Regions from separate parts of the Rattus norvegicus genome. Here region 2 is linked to region 1. The links are chromatin contacts, called in public Hi-C maps. All regions are on one chromosome and are shown on one strand. Each heading gives the region's core, a stretch centred on a gene start, on an enhancer-like site or on the middle of the called end of the contact. The rest is flanking DNA. Distances are from core to core; before and after follow the strand shown. Region 1 has its middle 110 kb from the start of Adamts16. Region 2 holds the start of Ice1 (interactor of little elongation complex ELL subunit 1).

Region 1 (6,515 bases), core at 1,729-4,228:
GAGATGGAAGCAGAGACTGAGCTTGATTTTTGAGCTTTATCCACACAGTTGTGGGATTTGCAAGGCCATGACCATGTTAAGCCAGCAATCCGGAAGCGCAGACAAGGTCTGACATTGCCTTTCTACATCATGATATCCTGTGGCACCAGCCCAGCCCTGGTAGCATACTTCTCCCAGAATGTTTGGGCCACCTAAGCCACACCAAGTAGGACTACCACTGGGGACCAAGCATTGCCGAGGCTATAGGCTGCATTTCTCTTTAAAATCACACTTACTTAAAACACTGAGGTTTTTTAACTAGATTACATAGTCCTCAGACGTGAAGTTAGTGGACGGGAGTATTACGTAGCAGTGCCTGGTATGTGTTTCCTAATTGCTGTTCCAGTCTGTCTAACAGTCTGCTGTTAGTCTGTGGCTAAGTCTGGGGGCTAGTGATTCTCCAGAGTTAGTTTAGAAAGATTTGCTTCTGAGGCAAAGAATGGCAGTGTGAATGGAAACACCTGCCATGCCAGGAGGAAAGCAAGCTCACAAAGTCACTTTGAGATATGACTTGGCCCTGTTAGAATGTCTGTCATCAAGAAATCATGCACTTGCATCGTGGAGATCAGTATGGAGGACCCCCCCCATAGAACCACTATATAGTAAACTATTCTACTTGTCATGCAAAGACGTGTGAACACCATGGTAGGCATGTTGCCACGAGCCCCTTTGAGAACTAGTGCCCACATCCCTGGGCAAGGTAATGTGATATCTTAAAGGCCAATTTCAGTTGCATTTACCCAGTCATAAGGAATAAGGGGAATTCCACAATGTGATGTTAGCATTTTGTCTAAGTAGCAGACATATGGGCTCCTTACTTTCCATCATAACTGCTTGAATTTTCTAGGAACTCATGTCTCAGGCTAGCAGATGGTGTTTAAAATAGAATCTAAGCTAAAAATAACTAGTTAGCCTGTAGCCCTTCTCTTGGTTGTGGACTTTGGAGTGCAGATCTTTGAGTTTGTGAGAGTCATGGAATGATCTTACTTAGTCTTATTTAATTGTTACCAGCTATTTCCTAGAAGTCTCAACGTTTACAGCCTGTAAATAACTCTCAGAAAGCTGGTTCATCCCTGCCTCCTGCAGCTGGGTGCGTGAGCTGCACCACTCATTCCAAGGCCCTTTCGGGCACGGGTGCTTCCTGGAATGACCTTGGGAAGCCCTTGACATCTGCTAGTGGTGGGTCCTCAAGAGACTTCCTGGCATTACCTCACCAAGGGAGGACTTTGCCTCAAACGTGTCGTGAGTAAGCAGGGAGCCTTGCTCAATTAGAAGAGATGGACAAAGGCTTTCCTAATCACCCTTTGCCTCCTTCCTGAGGAAACAAAGGGCATCTATTTATAAAGTAAGGCTTGAGTGTTCCTGAGTGAACGCCATTCCAAACATGGGAGTCCCCTTGCCTTTGGCATCAGGCAGGGATGGGCCAGAATTCAGACTGCCAAGTTCTACCAGGCAGACCTTTAGCACCCTGTGTGTAGCTGCCCCCAGCTTAATGAATCCCACAGTGATTAGAGACCTGTTTGTCAGCACGGCAACACCATCCCATCATCTGAGGAGACAAGTCCCTAAAACAACAGGACCAACAAAGCCTCCAGCATTCTCCCATGTGTGGGTCATGTATAATGTGCATGGCATGTAATCTTGCACAATAATGTAAATCTTGACTCTAACACAATTCATTCAGTGACAAAGGATGTGTGTTTAAGGACTTAAAAATAGCACAGTGCTTTGCTGGCTTCCTTTGTAAACTAATTCTGCTTTAACTCATGTTGCTTTCACTGGCATTAAGATTCTTGTCGATCTTAATTGAGCCGTCAGATGAGGTTTCTTGCTCCTATGTTGTTCAAACTCCTGCTGGCTTGTGCTGATGGAAGGGCAGAATGCAGAACTTGCTTCTGAGCATCCCAAGTGCAACAGCAATAGCGGTTTGTGGCTGACCTGACCTTCCTGCCAAGTACCTCTGGATGCTGTCTCATGATGTGGAACACAATCTCTCCAAATCCTACTTGGGGAGATGAAAAAAATCAAAAAATATCTAAATCACCTCCCAGGAAAAATGTTCTAGTAGTTAGAGACAATGCAAAAGCATAGAGAAGGCATCTTTGACATGAAGACATGTCATTGCTGGCCCTGCAAGCATCCAGGTTGCCCTATCCCACTCTCATACTGAGCTCTGTAAGACAAAGGCATGCATGATGTCATGACTGTCACTAAGGAAACAGCAGCCCCAACCCCCAGGTTCAGCCCCAGCCCAGCCTCCCAGGGACAAGATCTCCTTTTTTATTGTTTTATTTATTTACATTCCAAATGTCACCCCCCATCCCAGTTCCCCCTTCAAGAGTTCTTCACCCCTCTTTAAGAGGTGTAATATAAATGTCACCTCTTTCCTCTTGCACCCAGGAGTATCAGGATGCCATTGATGCTGCCGTCTCTCCCTTCAGAGCACACGCCTTAACTCTTTTTTAAATTAGACATTTCTTACTGTCAAGCAAAACGGTTTCAATCAAATGGTTGGAGCCCTGGTATTTGAGGGCTTCAATATTGCAAACTTTGCCCAGCAGCGGCTGGGAGAGAAGTCAGGGGTGATGGGATGCCTCGAGCTGAGGCTAAAAATACTGCAACATTCGTGTCCTGCATCATGCTCTCTGAGTCCTGCACCCAAACTTGTAAACGGACCTGCAGGAAGTAGCCAGATGTCAGGCAGTAGACTTGCAGATGGACTCTGGAGTGCATTCCCACTGTGTAACTTCCTGTTAAATGAAGCAGTCTGCTTGCTTGAAGGCAGCACTGCCTGCCTGTCACAAGGCCCTCAGTGTAATTAACGAATGCCCCATGTAGGCCAGTGTCAGTCTCATGTCCTGGAACACATGGAGAATGGGACTGAGGCCCTGTCTCGTGTCGATGATTTTCCTGTAAATCTTATCTGTGAGCAAAGGAGCAAGTTGTCGTTTGCTCGCAGGCTTTCCCAGGATAGACAGTGAACACACTGAAGAGGGAGAGAAGCTGCCCACTCCCGAGTAGAGGCTCACTGCCAGCATAGTGTGTAGAGTGTCTTCCTTTAGTCCCACGACACACACTGTGGGATTTATATAATCACAATCTTCTTCATGAGCATCATTTCTTATCTATAAATTTATTGAGGTAGAACTTGTCTTCTTCTGTTTTCCAATCATATGTGACAGGACGGCATCAAGAAGAATCCTTGTTGCCTACAGAGAATGACCATTCTCAAAGCCAACACGTTTTCCCAGTATAAATTAACAAGGTTCCTGCGTGACAGAAACCGGACCTGTCAGTATCAGGAGCAATCTGCTGCCGTGAACTCTGTGTTTGAACTTTATGTCATTGCTTCTAGTACATTTTCTGGTTTGCACATAAAGTACTTATGGAGAAAATACAATTAAAATTCCATCAAAAGATAGAACCAATGTGTTTATGATAGAAATACCCTTTGAGCTAATAAAAGGCTAAGCTTTTGGCCCAAAGAAATTTTATTTAAATATTTAGGAAACTGATACAGTAGACTCATTCTTCTACTTTTCTGTCTCTAAACCCAATCAATATTCAATCAATCAATGAACAAATAGCAGAGAGAAAGAGAGAGCACCCCAGAAGCTCCTACTGGCTATGCCTTCTCCCCACCTAGGAGCTCAGGCAGGTTTCCTAAGAGCTAAAGCAGATACAGATGCTGCACTTGGGGAGCCAGCAGTACCCCAGCCACATCAGCAAGAGAAAGTTGCTTGTCCACACCCCTTAGTAAGCACTCTGCTGCCTGCAATTCCTTCCCTCCAATTTCTGCCCAACCATGGCTGTATATAGGACTGGAGACAGTGAGTGGAGCACCATAATTGCAGCTTGGATCAATGGCTGCTCTGGGCATTTGAACAGTAATTGATTTCCATATGTAGTATGAACTTAATTTAGTAATTATTTATAGACTCTGTTTTATGGGTACAGTGGCCCTGCCAAGTGCCACGAGTTGGAGACAATGCAGCCGAACTGATGCAGGGCTGGCCCAGTAGGAGCCTTGCCAGATCTATAACTGTAGTATTTACTCTTTAAACTCTGTCACTAAAGAAGTAACTGCCCCGATGGCTTATTGAGTTGGCGCACCATGGTGATATCACGTTCTCCTACACTTCTCTTAAAAATTCAGTGTGTGACTTGTAATGTCCCTAAAAGCTATGACATCATGCACTTACGTTTCAATATTGGGCTGATAATCTTAACAGTTCCAAGGCCAGTGTGGCTATATATTTGGGAGTCTCTCTCTCTGTCTCTCTTTGTCTCTGTCTGTCTCTCTGTCTCTGTCTCTCTCTGTCTGTCTCTCTTTGTCTCTGTCTCTCTCTGTCTCTGTCTGTCTCTGTCTCTCTGTCTCTGTCTCTGTCTGTTTGTCTCTGTCCCTCTGTCTCTGTCTGTCTCTGTCTCTCTGTCTGTCTCTCTGTCTCTCTCTCTCTCACACCACACACACACACACACACACACACACACAAACACTGATGGAACTGGTAAAGGTTCTCTACAACAGCTCCCTTTGAAGTTGGGGATTCACCTTGTATAAAGCCAGACACTGTCAGGCTCAGTCTCATGTTCAGGTCACAGTGCTATACTATCTTCTTGTCAATCAAGTATGAGTTACACTAGGTGCTGGTTGGTTTTGTATGACCTTCTGAAGCAGGTTCAGCTCATACTGTCAAAGCCTCTGATGACGCCCTTCTCTGCTCTCCTCTCTAAACCTCAGTGTCAATCTCTATTTGAACTTTTCCTCCCCCTCCTCCTCCTCCTTCTATTGCCCTCCTCCTCTTCAGCTTCCTCCACATTAAACTTCTGATTTTTTGAATGCCCCCCTTGAATCCCCTATCTCTACTCAGCTCCCTTCCCCAGTTCCCACTACAGAGCCTGCCTCCTCAGGAGGAATTCTTCCCAGATGAAGACTTGCATTGTGATATGGTTTTTATCTCTGCCCCTGGAGCCTAGGATTGTCCCTCTGGAGAGACTGCCCTATTGGCCACACATTCTGCAAAGTCTAAAGACCCCTGGCATCTTGATCACCTGGCCTGTTGGTGCAATGCTGACACCTAGGGGCCACTCAACATGCTGCAGGAAACAGACCACAGTGCTGCCTGGTATGAGAAGGAAAGTTCCAACTGGCTCTACTGAAGAGACCAAACAGGCATTTGTCATGCATAGGCTCCTGCAGAGTCACGTGTGAAGACTAGCATGGATACTGTGTACTCATGAAATGTCAACAATATGGCCACCTAAACAACACCTACACAATGACAATACCAGTGACATGCTGACATGGGTGAAGGAACTATCAGAAGCCCACCCCTAGATGAAGAGCTACAACCAATTGGTGGCTGCTGAGAAAGAGTGAATTCATTTTCCCCAAAGATGAGCCCCTTGATAAGTGATATAATCCAAAGGGGTCAGTTCTAAACAACAGTAAATGCACTCATCAAGTTGTATTTATATATTTGATTATACACACATACATGTGTCTGTATATGTAACAATAATAAAGAAAATGAGGTCATGCATTTGAGAGAAATGGAGGGAAGTTTTAGAAGAATAGAGGGGTGTGCACATATATGAAATAATTAAAATTTGGTACTCTGTGGGAATCTATATGTGCGGTGGACTCATCACCAGAAGCCTACAGAATGGCTTACCCTTCCCAGATTTTCATCTGTCCCTGGCCACTAGATTCCTGAAATATCTCAAGCTAGCCTATCTGGAGTTTCTAAGAGTGTTCTTTGGAGTGAACTATGACCTGGGGAGAAAATTTAGGATTCAGGATGGTGACGGTGGTTGCAGAGGACAGAGCTCTGTGAAAATAGGGCAGGATCGGGAGCACAGGCTCTCTGCAGTTGGCAAAGGCAATAGAGGCCTGAGAAGAGAAGCTTCCCACAGAAGTAACAAGCTGATACCTGAGGGAGTGGACCCACCCATCAGACATCCTATGGGTGAGTGCCCAGCACTGATGGTACACAGAGCTTGTGTTCGAGTTAGTGAGATGATCCTCATGGGAAGGATGCTTGCCTGAGAGTCTATACACCAGAGACATGCTGTACCACACAGGAGGCGCTCAGCAGATCCAGATTCTATCTTGGAGAGAAGGAGTGGAATACGAGGTGCTTGTGATATACCCTGCATTGGCTACTTTGTCTTGAAGAAAGTACACTGGGAAGATGCCTGGCAGGACATCTGTCATCTCTACCTATGGGAGGGCAGCCCCTCCAGATCAGAGAAGTCTCACATGTTTCAGCTTCAGAAGACAGGAAATAAAAGATATTTCTGCTACAGAGGATATGTCTAAAATATATTCTCTTGTAACGTGAATACAAATTTCAGTATTTGCTGGTCATGTGTCACCTTAGCTCTTCCCCTCATTGGGTGACTGCCCTCTACCTATACACCATCTAGGACATAGCAAAGACAATGATAAAACATGTTCCAGGAACTTTCTGTGC
Region 2 (6,515 bases), core at 2,763-5,262, 320 kb after region 1:
CCCGTGGGGAGAAAGAGCATCTGCAAGTGTGCTCATGTGTAGAGGACAGAATTTGACCTTAGGTCTTTCTTCCATTTTCTCCAGCTTCACTTTTGAGTCTCACACAGGATCTGAAGTTTCTAGATCCTACTAGAATACCTACCAGCATTGCCAAGAGCTCCTTCAGTTTCTTCCTCCTAAATGCCCACTGCTGCATAGTGTCTTTGGCTTGGATGCCGGAGATCAGAACTCATGTCATGCCCCTACCTAGATGTTCTTTTTAAAGTACTGTCTTTTCTTCCTAAGAGCAGGCTGAGATAGGTCTTAGGCTGTTTCGTGTTGCCAATGCAACACAACAACTGGGTAAAATTTAAACAGAAGTTTACTCCGTTTATGGTTCTGGAAGCCTAAACCCAGGCGACAGCCTTCTTGTAGAGTCTCAAGGCAGTTAGTGTGGCACTGAGGATCAGGAAAGCAGATGCTTCCTCTGGTCTGCCTCTCACCCCTTCCAAAGACACAAATGATCATCTCAGGGGCACCACAGTGATGGCCATATCTAATCTTAGGTATTTCTCTAAGTCTCTTCACCTAAACAGCAACAACTGAACACTCATTGCTTTTTCTGTGGGGTGTTTTGCCTGCTGAATGCAAGAAAACAAATCCAAGGTGCCTTGGGCAGTAAAGCCAAGGGTTCTCTGGCCGCATTCTCTAAAAGGACTCATCCCAGCAGGATGCTGTGTCTACAGAGCAGACTAGCTCTGTAGCCTGACCACTCCCTTTGGATTTGGGTGCTTATTCTGCGCGTGCTTCCTCAATTCGCCTTTAATCTTAATCTCTTCCTGCCACTCTGCAGAGATGTAAATAGGTTGAAGCTTTGCTATTTTCCACCACTTTTGCTGGAGAATCTCTCCGTAAATCCAACTGAAAGTAGTCAGTATGAGTCCAGTATGAGTCGTGGTTCTGCTTAAATGCTTTGCTTTGAAATCTCCTCTAGCAAATCTAGAACGTCCTCCTAGTGACTCACTTTGCAGTTGAGTCCTCTACAAGCCCCTGGCCAAGTTGCTTGTGATGTTGTAACCAGGGTGATGTTGTAACCAGGGTGAGGACGACCTTTCCCCAATTCCCAGTAGGCTCCTCCTTTTCACCTGAGAGTAGTTCCTTACTCTCATATTCTGAGGCCCCGAGAACATTCCAGAAGATCCATTGGAACATCCTAGGTTCCTGTTCCTCCAAAGTTCTTCCTGCTTAATCTATCACTTACTTCAGACATGCCTATGTTGTTGGGTGCTTGCTGTTAGCAATCCCCTCCACACCTGGAACAAATCTAAGTTTGTTTGGTGTTTCTCGTTGCAAAATGCCACAGACTGAGTGATTTTTAAGAAGAGATTGATTAGGGTTCCCTGATGCAGTGGCCTAAGGCTGAAAGAGAACACCCGGCAGTGGTCTTAACTCTGGGGAGTCCCCAAGGCAGGGAATTGCAAGGCAAGGGACAGGGAGTGCCCCTGTGTGTCTCCTCCAGTCTCCCTCTGCTTTTCTGAAGCTACTGCACCCCATCATGGGGCTTCACACTGATGACCTTACCTAATCCTTCTTGTCTGCCTGAGTTTCTACTTCTAAATGCTCACCTAATGGTGTGGGTGTGAATTCCTATTCTCGTATTAGCACGCAAAAGGAAATAAGCTACCGCATGTGTTTGGGAGGGAAAGAACCATAGCAAGTTTTATTTATCTGTCTTCCGAGATAGATAGAGCCATCAAAGAATGTCAAAAGCTCACTTGTGGTTTAAAAAAAATGGCACCACACAATTTAAATTGTAGTATTTGCAAAATTAGTTAGCTAGTGGTCTACATTTTATTCCCAGCACTTGGGAGGCAGAAGCAGGCAGATCTTCTCTCCAGGTCGAGGCCAGCCTAGCTACAGAGCAAGTTCCAGGACAACCAAGTCTACAGAGAAACCCTGTCTTGGAAAAAAAAAAAACCCTAACAAATAAAAATAAGAAAAACTAGTTGAAATTAAGAAGCAAAAAAAAAAAAAAAAAGGAAGATGGTGTTGACTCAGGATTGCAGGAATAAATGGGGAGCCTGGAAGGCCAAGTGGGACAGTGGGACTTCCACACAGTTAAGTTAGCAGGCAGAGCGTTTCAGAAAAGAGACAAGTGCCGGAAGTGTGCTGCGGCAGAACACAGCTTTGCAGGCCCCTGCAATGCAGTGTTGCAGTTTTGCCAGAATATACTAGAGTGAGAGGGTGGAGGTTTCTTCTCTGCTAAGGCAATTTGCATTAAAAATAAATACATAAAAATAAACCCACCCTGATGGGAAATAAAATTACTGTGAAGATAAATCTGTATGGGTCAGAAGTAAGAACTGGACAGTTGTCAGGGTCAACATCAATTTCCCTGGTCCCTAATGGATGACATGGTTTGCTTCACAAGGCACACTGTTCTCTCCTGCATCTACTCACTTCCCCTTCTCTAACTGTCCCAGAAAGAAAGAGAGAGAAAGAGAGAGAGAGAGAGAGAGAGAGAGAGAGAGAGAGATTGATTCTAGATAAAGAAAGAGAGATAGTCTAGTGTCCTGGGCCCCAACCCCACTGTGAGACCACTGATCCTTGTATCCACAGGAATTCCATGTTGGAAGAAGGAAATGGTTGAAACCAAGGACCAACCAGAACAGAAGCCTATATCTAGACAAAGACTTTCCTCAAAGTTTTGGCAGCTTGTCAAAGTTTGCCTTTCAACAGAAACTAGAGCCAACACAATGATGGATTTATGATAGGAAGGGCCACAGACACCATGATTACTTATACATGCCTCCTGCTCTTCACTTAAACCTAAACCTGTGTCATGACTCTCAAGATGGACTTGAAGTCACAGCTGAGGGTGGAGGTAGTTACTGGATCTTTTTCTTTCTAATGTGATCACTTTGGATATATGTTTTTCTGTTTTTAACTATAAATTGTGTCCTTTAGTTGGCCTGTTGAGGTTAGGCAGCCAGGCCTAACTTTTTAGTTACCAGGGATTGGCTCTGACCCTCAACCCCAACCCAATGTTCTGCTTGTAGTCTTACACATTCTGTTGCCAGCCTCTGAGGAAACCTGGGCCGTCTACACAGACTGTGTGTCAGGTTATGGGCCTGTCTTGCTTGGGTGTGAACAACAATGACAAGACGTTCAGCTGTTTTGGAGTATCTGTTTGGTCTTTTCAACCTCAAAGAAGATAGCTTGAAGAAAGGAACAGTGTGCGAGGCGTCTGAGGTGTACTTTCCATCACGAGACATCATCGCCACAGGACCGACAGGTCTGGATGCCCTCTTAATAAATGCAACAGTATTGTTGAAATTTCAGAGATTGGGACTTTGTAACAGAAGACCAGGAACCGCCAGAAACTTCCTAGTAGACAGATACTGATGGCAACAAAGAACATTTCTGAGAGTAGTGGATACAATGTTAGGAGGTCCACCAGAGATCAAGCCCTGATTTCTAGTTGCTGTTAAGGCTGAATGTGGATCTTGCCTTTTCACCTCTCCAGCAGAAATGTGACCGTGGTTGGGAAACCGCTCGAAGAAGTTATTCCGTGTGCTATGTGCAGACACACCCCACACATTAGCTGTAGAGCACGGAGCCCTGGAGGATGGCCTAGGAGGGTGTTCGCCCCCGATGCCGCGAGGCATTCCGGGAATTGTAGTTTTTCTTCCGCTCCCTACTTGACTACTGGGAGAACAGTTCAGCTCTGCAACTTGCACTCTGCAGACCCAGGCTCGGGTCCTCCCTTGGCAGTAGGCATGACAATGACGTCACAAAACCCCGCCCCTTGGAGGCTAAAGGGATTTAGATGTCTACACAGGGCCTGTAATGAGGCAGCTGACAGGGGCGCACAGACAGTTAGTGAGGGCAGGACCTGGCTCTTGTTCAGCTCTTCCAGGGTGTGTCCTAGGGATTTGCTCTTTGTGCGGTCCCGCTGCGTGTTGGCTTTTTAATCAGGCGGGGCTGCGGACAGCCCTGATGGGGGCGGGGCCGGGTGGGGCGGGGACCTCGTGTGCTGTCGTCGCTTTAGGCCCTCCGGGCTGCGCCGCTCCTCAGTGCTCTGAGCTGCTTCGCTGGTCCGAGCCTTAGGCCGGCTCGACGGGGACCTCAGTGCACGCATGGACCTGCCCGCGCCCGGCGGGAAGCGGCCAGGCTGGCGGTGGCCCGGGCGGCGGAGCAGGGCCGAGGCAGCGGGCCCCTGAGCGCGCGCCCTGCAGGCCGGGCCGCAGCACCATGATGCCCGGCGAAACGCACCCGGCGGCGCCCGGGCCAGCCGACCTCGCGCGGTGTCAAGGCTGCGCCTCCCTGCAGCAGGTGCGAGGATCCATGGCCGACCGGTTTGCGTTGTTTTGGGGGCGGGTGCGGGTGCGGGTGCTTTGTTTAATCTCAGACCCAGAATTGGTTCAGCTGCTGCGATGCTGGCGGGGGACAGTGAGCGTGCTCTTCTGGGCTCCTTCTCGCCTGCGGGACTCAGGGGTTTGCAGGGCCGAATTGGGTTGGTGGGTGACGCTGTCTAAGTGCGGAGGGAATCATCCTCTCTGGGATGAAGGCCTCCTCGCACTCCTAATTATTTGTTGCTTGAAGGCAAGGGTTTTATGTTGCGTTCCCGGTTTGCTAGACTTCAAGATTCGGAAGATACATTTCAGCTTACACGTATCTATTAATATACCATCAAGCGTAGCTTTTGTTAAGTAGTATGTTAGTTGTCTGATTAAAATGTCCCAATGAAGATATGTAGGTCTGGTTAGTTTGTTACAGTGGCATGCCCTGTTCTTAACAATGAATCATTGCAGATAGGTTCTGGGCTTTACTGATGCAATGGAAGTAGTCCCCAGTGCTCAGTTCTGGAGACTCTCACAGCTTTCTGTCTTAAAGTCCCGTTCAATTATTGTCAGTGGCATAAGGGAACTCGCCCTTGCCCCTGTTCAGTTCGTCCCCTTTCTGCCTGGTGTTCTAAGTACTGTTCACTTTCTGGTAAGCCAACTGGACACGGATAAGATGAACGAACGTGCACAAGTACTACTCGACAGGCTTTTAGATGGAAAATGTAAGAGGGTCCTGGGTGAGGTGTTGAGGCAGTGGGAGTTGGAATGTTGAAAAGCAGCTCCGGATATCGGTTTTTAACAGGTGGGACGGTTTCTTGGTGTTGGATGAGCAAAGCCTGTGGAAGGAAGCCTTGTGGTTGGTGAGATAAGGGATGCAGACCAGGTAGTTATCTGTGGAAACCTGATTTTTATTGTAAAGTGCAATGTCTCTGCGACGATTCATATATTCTAGTCGTTTGGGGAATAGGAAATGGGAAATATGGCACTCTTGTATGGAGAAGATGGAGAACCAAGCCATGTTGTAGCGAGGCTACATCGTGTAGACATCTTATAACCCTCCCCTTCCTTTCCAAGGTTCTGAATGGCATGCATCTTTAATGGACCATATTTGTGTTTTGAGCCTATTCACTCAAATTTTTTTTTGTTATCCTACTGGTTTATATGTAAATGTATATGTAAAGAGAAGAGGAAAGTTATATTAGAAGTAACATATTGGTAACAAACAGGCAAAAAATAGGAGGGGCTTGAGTGGGTAAGAACCAGGCCTGAAGAGGCTGGGATTTTGTGGTCTTCGGAAAAATCATATTTGAGCAAGGTTGTAGGAGTATGAGTTCTTTTGATTATTTTCTTTGGAGCCAGACATCCTAGTGGATGCCTTGAGGCCCGAAGTAATTCCTGGTGTGCTTGTGAAGAAGATGAAGGCCCGTGAGGCAGGGTAGACTTTAGTATTTGCAGATGTCAAAATAGCCAGAAGAGCCCTGGTTGTATGAGCTTGAGCTTCCCCGGATGAGGTGGTGAGTCACTGCAGGTATATTTGTACAAACAGCTGTGTGACCCATGCCTCTCAGCCCTCTGCAGAGCTTCATCCACACACTGCCCACCACGAGTCCCTGTCCTGTTGAATCAGCAGTACCATTGAGTTCTTTAGGTTGCTTAGGCCAGAAACTGGTGACCATCTTAGTGCCTCCCTTCTTTGACACCCTGGATCCGGTTGGTTTGCTGGGTTTCTTGACCCTGCCATCTCTATTTCTTACCACCTTCACTGTTGGAAGCATTCTAATCTATGGCCTAGAAGCTACTGCTTTTGATTCCCAAGGGCATCTTTTTTTTCCCTTCCCTCCAAGCCATACTCTCACATTGGTGAATAGTGAGTAGAGGAGAGGTTCTTTTAGCTCTGTATACACCTGGTATGTAAACTTTGTTCTGTCAGAGGCAAGATCATAAGTAACTGTGGAACATTGTTCACACTTGCCACTGAGGTGTGAAAGCAAGAGTAAGAGTCCCAGGGCCGTGCTCCCACCAAGAGAAGGGTAGCTTCTGAGAGGGCTTTTCAGGCAGTAGTGTTTCAGAGATAGCATTGAGTTCTGATAGCATTTGCAAAGCGAGCCTGGGAAGATGGGTCCCTAGCAGATGATAGAACATCCTAGGAGGTTCTGTGCTTATTTCCTGTATGATGAGAGATGGAAGCTT

Evidence for each region. A called contact is a pair of places that touch in the nucleus more often than the background predicts.
Region 2: a contact with region 1 is called in a Hi-C map of liver, with 2.5 times the contacts expected there. The contact joins the promoter of Ice1 here to the enhancer-like site in region 1. A contact is called at or near these places in 2 of 12 Hi-C or Micro-C datasets (frontal cortex and liver).

The regions. Positions count from the first base shown.
Region 1 is chr1:34,149,058-34,155,572 of GRCr8, forward strand. No RefSeq gene overlaps it. Among named protein-coding and RNA genes, the nearest start is that of Adamts16, 110 kb to the right of the region's middle. Within about 2 kb of position 2,979, at least 1 of the 93 cell types and tissues checked has an H3K27ac peak or open chromatin away from gene starts, as enhancers often do.
Region 2 is chr1:34,464,827-34,471,341 of GRCr8, forward strand. It overlaps Ice1 (interactor of little elongation complex ELL subunit 1), which reads left to right and starts at 4,013. Exons shown (of 19, transcript NM_001427643.1): 1 at 4,013-4,314. The coding sequence starts at 4,234.